2 separate regions of the Zea mays genome follow, and region 1 is linked to region 2. The links are chromatin contacts, called in public Hi-C maps. All regions are on one chromosome and are shown on one strand. Each heading gives the region's core, a stretch centred on a gene start, on an enhancer-like site or on the middle of the called end of the contact. The rest is flanking DNA. Distances are from core to core; before and after follow the strand shown. Region 1 has its middle 64 kb from the start of LOC100216925. Region 2 has its middle 14 kb from the start of LOC100277581.

Region 1 (3,310 bases), core at 413-2,912, 250 kb before region 2:
GTGGGGGCTCATGTGAAGTGTAAGGCTTATCAAAGAAGATGAATAAAGCTGAGCATTGCTTTTAAAGTTGGTCAAAATTTATTTGCATTTACTAAGGGTAAGTAGATACCATCCCAAATAAATAAGAGATCAAAATTAATAATAATCCTGTAATGCAATGCAAATGACAGATTAAGTTTAATTCCATAAATCACTCATGTGAGGGCCCGAGCTGCTCATGACCGTGAGCACGACTGATATATCAATTTTACACTCTACAGAGGTTGCACATATTTACCCACAAGACGTGTTTCCCGATTAGCCAGGGTTAGCTAGACCCTTAGACACTTCCGAGGTGAATGACTAGGGATCCACTAGGAGGCCTTTACAAAGTTCCACTAAAGGAGAGAACCCACTATGGATTCCAGGCCGAAGGCGATGTAGGAATCCCTCGTTCAGAAAGCTAAAAATACAGTTCGACTCGAAGACCTCCCTACACCTGCACTCCTCCACCCCGCTTGCCCCTTTTAGGAAAGGATTAACTCACACTAGCTTTCCTAATTATTCAGCCAAGGGTGTCCCATTCCACCCTTGTGGTAGCACTGTTTTCCTGGATGGTCGCTCCATGTTCCACTTAACATAATAATCTTATCATGAACAATAATTAAACAAACAATATTAATGGAACATGATCATAATTCAGTATAACATTAATCCCAAAACCAGGTAGAGCAATAGCATGTCTACCCAATAGTTCATTTGTTTGCAAGGTGTGGGGTAAACAAAACAAGTGAAACCTATTAGGTCCCATCAAATCAAACTGAGCATGTCACAGTGATTAATAGAAACATTATTAGGTAAAGAAGAGTGATCAAGGGCACAACTTGCCTATTTGGTGCAACTCCAGGTACTTCTCCAATGTAGAATGTAGGTGCATCGCAACCTCGCTTCTATCGTAGCAATACATATAGAGAGGCAAAGACTAGGTAAAAATAAAATTACATCAAAACATATGAACAAAAAATGTAATAATATTCTACGCATTGCTACAAGATTGTAGATTCGAGAATTACAAAAATCGGAGTTACGATAAAAAAAAGATTTGGTTTTCGAAAGACCTACGTGATTAAACAATTAAAACTAGGTCTTACGTTCATTTTATAAATCATGTGAGAAATATAATCTAAAGAAATAACTAATTCAGCTTTAATCCAAATTATAACTTGAGTAGAGATCATATCTTAGTCAGATTATAATTATGGAAAGATTAAGCAAGATTACTCCACTAAACATAGGCTAAATAAATATATAATTATAAAATTGTATAATATGATAAAGATATTGTTGTTATAGTGTAGGTAATTTTATTACGGCGCCAACACAATTTAAATGAATTAAATCGGAGCTACAACGCAAAAGATATGAATTTAATAAGATTTGGATTGATTTTGTATTAGAAATCTATATTCAGGGATCTGTTTGTGAGAAAATCGGGACTTGAATGTAATTACTAGTGTAAATGGGAGGGCTCGGGTGTAAAGCTGTTACCCCAGGACAATGGGTTGAGGTTCCAAACAGCCTAGGGTCAATTCTGCAAAGATGCGGACATATGTGTAATGGTCTTTGTATAGTAGTGGATTGCGAGTGAAATAGAGATAAATGGAGGGGCTCTTTTGCACTATTCCGAGGCCGAAGGGGATGGGGCGCGCTGAGCCGTCCGATCGGATCTCATCGGCCATGATTAAACTACTCTTTATCCGAACAATAAGAAGTGACGGTCGTAGGATCAAAAATCCATGGCTCGGATTTTATGAACCTGAGATCTCATCCTGCCCGTTTAGATTTAGATCATGGATTTAGATTTTCTCAATAGAATCGGTACGTTACCACTAATCAGAGTCGTCCACCAGCCGATCTACGGCCCATATTCAAGGTGTCCCCATTCCAATCATTTGCATCCATCCACGGATCGATGACTACCACACACTCGTCTCCCTTTGATCTAGTGTTCGGTGGCGCCGCTTGATTCCACGACGGAGGACACACCGGCGCCCCCATAATCCGACCGCCCTGAGCCTAAAAACTCGCATGGACTGATGCTAATCAAAGCTAAGAAGAAACTGATCCTAGGGATGGAATTATTACCGTAAATTGCAGTACGGATATTACTGGCCATGACGGAGTGCGGCACCGCGGCCATGGTGATCGCTGGAGAGCAATACTAGCCATTCCACATCACATCTTCGACCCTCCTGGCTCCGTGATCTCACGTTCTCCTCCCGAGGCCAGACCGGCGGCCAAGGTAGGATCCGACCGCGACGGCGCTCGCCAACATCCTTCTTGGTCATTTTAATTTGTTGGTGTGGTTAGCAAGGCAGGTCGAGATGGGGAGGCAGGGGCCAAGTTTTATAGTACATGGCGAGGGCTAGCGAGGATCACGGAGGGTCCCAACTAACCGAATTTGTAGGACTTTAGTTCGCGATGTCCGCGCGACAAGCTCGGTGCGAGGAGGTTGAAGGAAGTCCTGACGCGGCGGCCCCACCAGGCAGTGATACGCGGTCGCGCGCGAGTGAAGGCCCTCGCTGACCAGGCGAGTCCCGCGTGGCGGTGTCCTGGCACGCGCGGTGTGGGTCGAGCATGGGAACCGACTTGGTCGACCAAAGCGGTGAAGGAGTAAAGGGAGAGTTGGGCAGGCTTGTGGTCTGTTGGATATGCAAACTAACACAACACGAGGGTACAAGTCGAAGCTATAATTCAGAGAGCTTCGGCATGACAACGCCTTGAGACGAAGGGCAGCACCGACTTAAAGAGTAAAAGACTGTTTAGTCCTTGTTGATTTGTGTTTTGGTTATGATTAGTTATCGAGGATACAAATGTAATTTTGTCCGGGCTGCGTCCCGTGCCTATAAATAGATGAACAGTACTCCAGTACTATTCACGCTGACTGGTATTCACTCGCACGTCACTCTTGGACTTATACCTTCTATCAAGGCGAAGGTATAAATGTAATTCATTATTATTAATTTTTGTACATGATGAGATAATGAAAATACAATTCAAGATAATTGCTCATATTATCTTCCATGTTTCATATGCTTCTCTACTTTCATTATTATATGCTGAGATGATGAAGGTATGTCCTTCATAACCTTCGTCTGAAGATCATTATATCCTTAGAGAGATAATGCTTCGAAGGATGAAGGTCTTTAACCATTAACATTTTGTGTTGTCTTGTTCTTAACTCATAGCATTTGAGAACAAGTCTCCAACATTGGCGCCCACCTATGGTGAACTCACTTCCACTGTTGAGCTGATGGCTTCGTTTAACAAC
Region 2 (3,698 bases), core at 818-3,317:
GAGTGCTTCTACGGTTATGCGAGGATAAGAAACACGACGGTCAAGCTACAGTCGAGAAGTTATCGCGTTTACGTTAAACAAATATTAACTATAACATTTAATTCGACATTATCAATTATAAATAATCTCTACCATTTAGTTTCGATTAATCTGTTACACTAACAGCTATCAGTTAAATAAGTAATTTAATTAACACGAGAGATTCTACGCGAGGCGAATTTACGATACACGAAACAACACGACAGCGTATAGAACGACGCGCGGACATGCACGACATAACATGCTAACGACACACGAAACAGCACGTGCGACCAGCGCAAATGACGCGCGAAGTAGCACGCCACCGCGTGCTGAACAACACGCGCGACATGCGAGAAAAACTAAATCGGTGACATGTTTATACTAAACAAGTGTTAACTAAATAGAAAGTAGTTAAATTAATATTAGTCATGTTAATATTTATTATAAAAGCCCAAGTTAAACACTACACATTTAATCTAATTAGAATATTAATCTAATAAATATTAGTGGAGCGAACCTTAAGTTAAGTATCTAAAATATATGGCCTGACGAATTAACGTTATTAACATGAGTCTTTATAAGCGAAAAACAATTTATTACCACGTGCAGACGTCGCGCGACACATGTGAAACAGCATGTGCGACACGCACGAACGACGCGTGACCACGCACGCAACAACACGCGAGTAACACATGGAACGGACACGCGAACAAACACGCTGACGGCGAGCGCCACACGTGCGAACAGCGTGCGTGAACAACGCGTGACCCACACGAATGATGTGTGACAACACGTGACACTGTGCGAAACGAAGCGCACGACATCGCGCGACACGCGCGAACCAACGCGACGACGTGCGCGAACGACACACGGATCAGCACGTAACCACGTGCAAAACCGCGTGCGCGACATGCGAGATAAACTAAATAAACGTCGTGTTTATATTAAATGAACATTAGGGCAGAACGTTTGAGTTAATATTAATCACGTCGACGTGCATTTATAAAGCGCAACTTAAAAACTATAAATTAGTTTAATTGAAAAGTCTAATTAATCGACGTTAGTTAAACAAAAACATAATTAATTATTTAAAACATGAGACATGGCAAAACGATGTTACTAACGCGTAGACGATGCTCACCCCGCGACGACGGCGGACGTCCGGACGAGCTTGTGGCGAAGCACGAGGACGTGCTGCGCGCACGACGCGAAGCGATGGCGAGGCTGCCGCTACGCCGCGCAGATTACGCCGGTGCTGCTGCGGGCATGAACGACGATGGCAATGACAACACACTGGGGTCACGCAGGATGCGCACGAGGTTGCGCCGGGCATGCGCAAGCGAGTCGCGGGCACGCCAACCACATGCAGGCCGTGCCGAGGGCACACACACGGGCCGCACCGGACGCGAGCGTGAGGCCACGACGGGGGCACACGGAAGGGTCGCGCCGGACGCGACCGCGAGGCCGCGCTGGGGGCACACGCACGGGCCGCGCCGGAGCACAGCCTGGCTGCGAGCAGCGGGTCGCGCTGACGTGCGCGCCAGGTGCACCAAGCGAGCCGCGCCGGCTGCGCGCCACGCTGGCCGCATGAGTCGCACGAAGCAGGCCGCGCCGGGCACGCAGGGCCGCGCGCAACGGCTGCACCTGCAAGCTGCACGGCCGAGTCATGCGCAACAGCTGCGCAGGCCGCGCACAGACGGGAGCTCGGGCTGCATGGGCGAGCCGCGCGCAACAGGGAGGGCCGGCGAGATGTCGTGGCTGCGCAAGAGAGGGAAGAACGGGGCCAATGAGATGGGCGTGAACTACTGTTGCGAAATCACCGCGACGTTGACGGATCTAGCAGACATAGGCACGTGCACAGCTGAGAAAAAGGAGGAGGTAGTTGAAAGAGATGACAGGTGGGGCCAAATTGCAGCGGCACTAGGCCAGCGACGCTCGGCTGGGCGTTGCCCACGCGCGCGCGGGCCGCTGGGGCACAGGAGCGTGAGCGTCTAGAGTGCGCTGGCGCGTGGCACCGCGGCCCAAGTCAGCTGGGCCGAATGGAAGCGGGAGAGGGGCTTGGGCCGGTGCGGGGCAGGCTGAAGGGATGAAGGCACGTGGGCCGCGCGGGGTGGGCCGGCCACGCGAGCTGCGAGAGCAAGCCAGGGATGCGGGGGAACTGGGCCGTGGACGCGCGCAGTGGCCTAGGAGTGCGAGCAAGATGCAGGGGGGAGGCGAAGGCACGTGGGCCGGGGTGGCCGAGTGACCCAGGAAGGGGGAACGGGCCACGATTGGGGAAAATGAAGGGGAAAGAATTCTGGGCTTTTTCTTTTATGTTCCTCTTCTTTTCTTTGTCTATTTCTCTTCTTCCCTTTCTATTTAAAATTGCTTTATGTTTTGAATTTAAAATATACGATGCCTTATGAATCTAGACGAATGCACAATAAAGCACAATCATCATCAAAAAAATGGTTGCTCCAGCATGATGCAATAATCAAAACTCTTTTAGGGTTTCATTTTACTACACTAAAAACTTGTATAAAATAACTCTCCATTATTTATAAAAAAGAGAAGAAAAGCGCTAAAGGAGAGAGTAACACCTGAATTTGGTGGATATTAGAAAAGAAATTTTATACCCCCAAATTCATGGTGTTACGGGTGGCGACAAAGGTGAAAGCATGATGCCGAGCCAAAGAGAAAAAGGCTAGTTAATCCGTGATGGTTTATGTTGTGATTATGTGTACATATTGGGGTTATAAATGTAATTGTACCCGGGCTGCGTCCCATACTCTTCACGCTGGATTGTAATCGCTCTCGCGTCAACACCTTCGAACAAGCTGAAGGTGCGTCCTTCATGACCTTCGTCTGAAGATCATTATATCTGAAAGGAGATGATGCCTTGGAGGACGAAGGTCTCTAATCTTTAACAATTATGTTGCCTTGTTCTTGATTCACAGTATTTGAGAACAAGAGACCAACACTAACCTAATAGCCAGATGTATAAGGCTCCACCACACTCAAATTCTAGAACCTAATAATTGCTAATTGGCTGGATCCAAATAGACAATTAAATCATAATAATGTGTTGCTAATTTTGGTCAATACAGTATTCTCGATAATCAAAATTGATATGGTGCTTTGGTAGATAATAAGTGCATTTGAGTGCCAGATTAATATGTAATGAATCTATATCATTAAAACATGATAGACAAAGATCAAAATAGGTATGGCATTTTTAGGTAATTTTTTTGTAAATGCCAATAAAAACCTTTAATTGTATAGATTTGATCTAAATAGCATTGTCATTAACATAAAAATTGAGTGGGTAATATATATTAGATGATATTGCTACTACAAGTAAAAACAAAAGATATGATATCTCTAAGTAAAATAGCAGAAATTGATTGCTCATGGTTAATTTGTTATTGCTCAAGTCTATATAATCATAGCCCCACAACAATAGGGAGACTCAATTCTATACGTGCAAAAAAACAGAAAGCATACAAGCGTCATCAAGGAACTAAGTATCCTCTACTTGAAAAAAGCCATCCCTAGAGCTTCATGGCGTTCTCTAAGAAGACTCTTGTTGTTCTCGTTGTTCCAATATTATTAGCTCTTCTTGCTTCGACCATGCCAGCAAGCCAAGGTGGTCGTGCCCTCTTAGGAGGGGAACAATGCTCCACATCTAACAATTGCAA

What was found. Hi-C and Micro-C count contacts between places; a contact is called where the count stands out from the background.
Region 1: a contact with region 2 is called in a Hi-C map of leaf, with 5 times the contacts expected there. The contact joins two enhancer-like sites. A contact is called at or near these places in 2 of 25 Hi-C or Micro-C datasets (ear and leaf).

The regions. Positions count from the first base shown.
Region 1 is chr4:16,846,608-16,849,917 of Zm-B73-REFERENCE-NAM-5.0, reverse strand. No RefSeq gene overlaps it. Among protein-coding and RNA genes, the nearest start is that of LOC100216925, 64 kb to the left of the region's middle. Within about 2 kb of position 1,662, at least 18 of the 20 cell types and tissues checked have an H3K27ac peak or open chromatin away from gene starts, as enhancers often do. A contact at or near this core is called in ear and leaf, where this site is marked.
Region 2 is chr4:16,591,745-16,595,442 of Zm-B73-REFERENCE-NAM-5.0, reverse strand. No RefSeq gene overlaps it. Among protein-coding and RNA genes, the nearest start is that of LOC100277581, 14 kb to the left of the region's middle. Within about 2 kb of position 2,067, at least 17 of the 20 cell types and tissues checked have an H3K27ac peak or open chromatin away from gene starts, as enhancers often do. A contact at or near this core is called in ear and leaf, where this site is marked.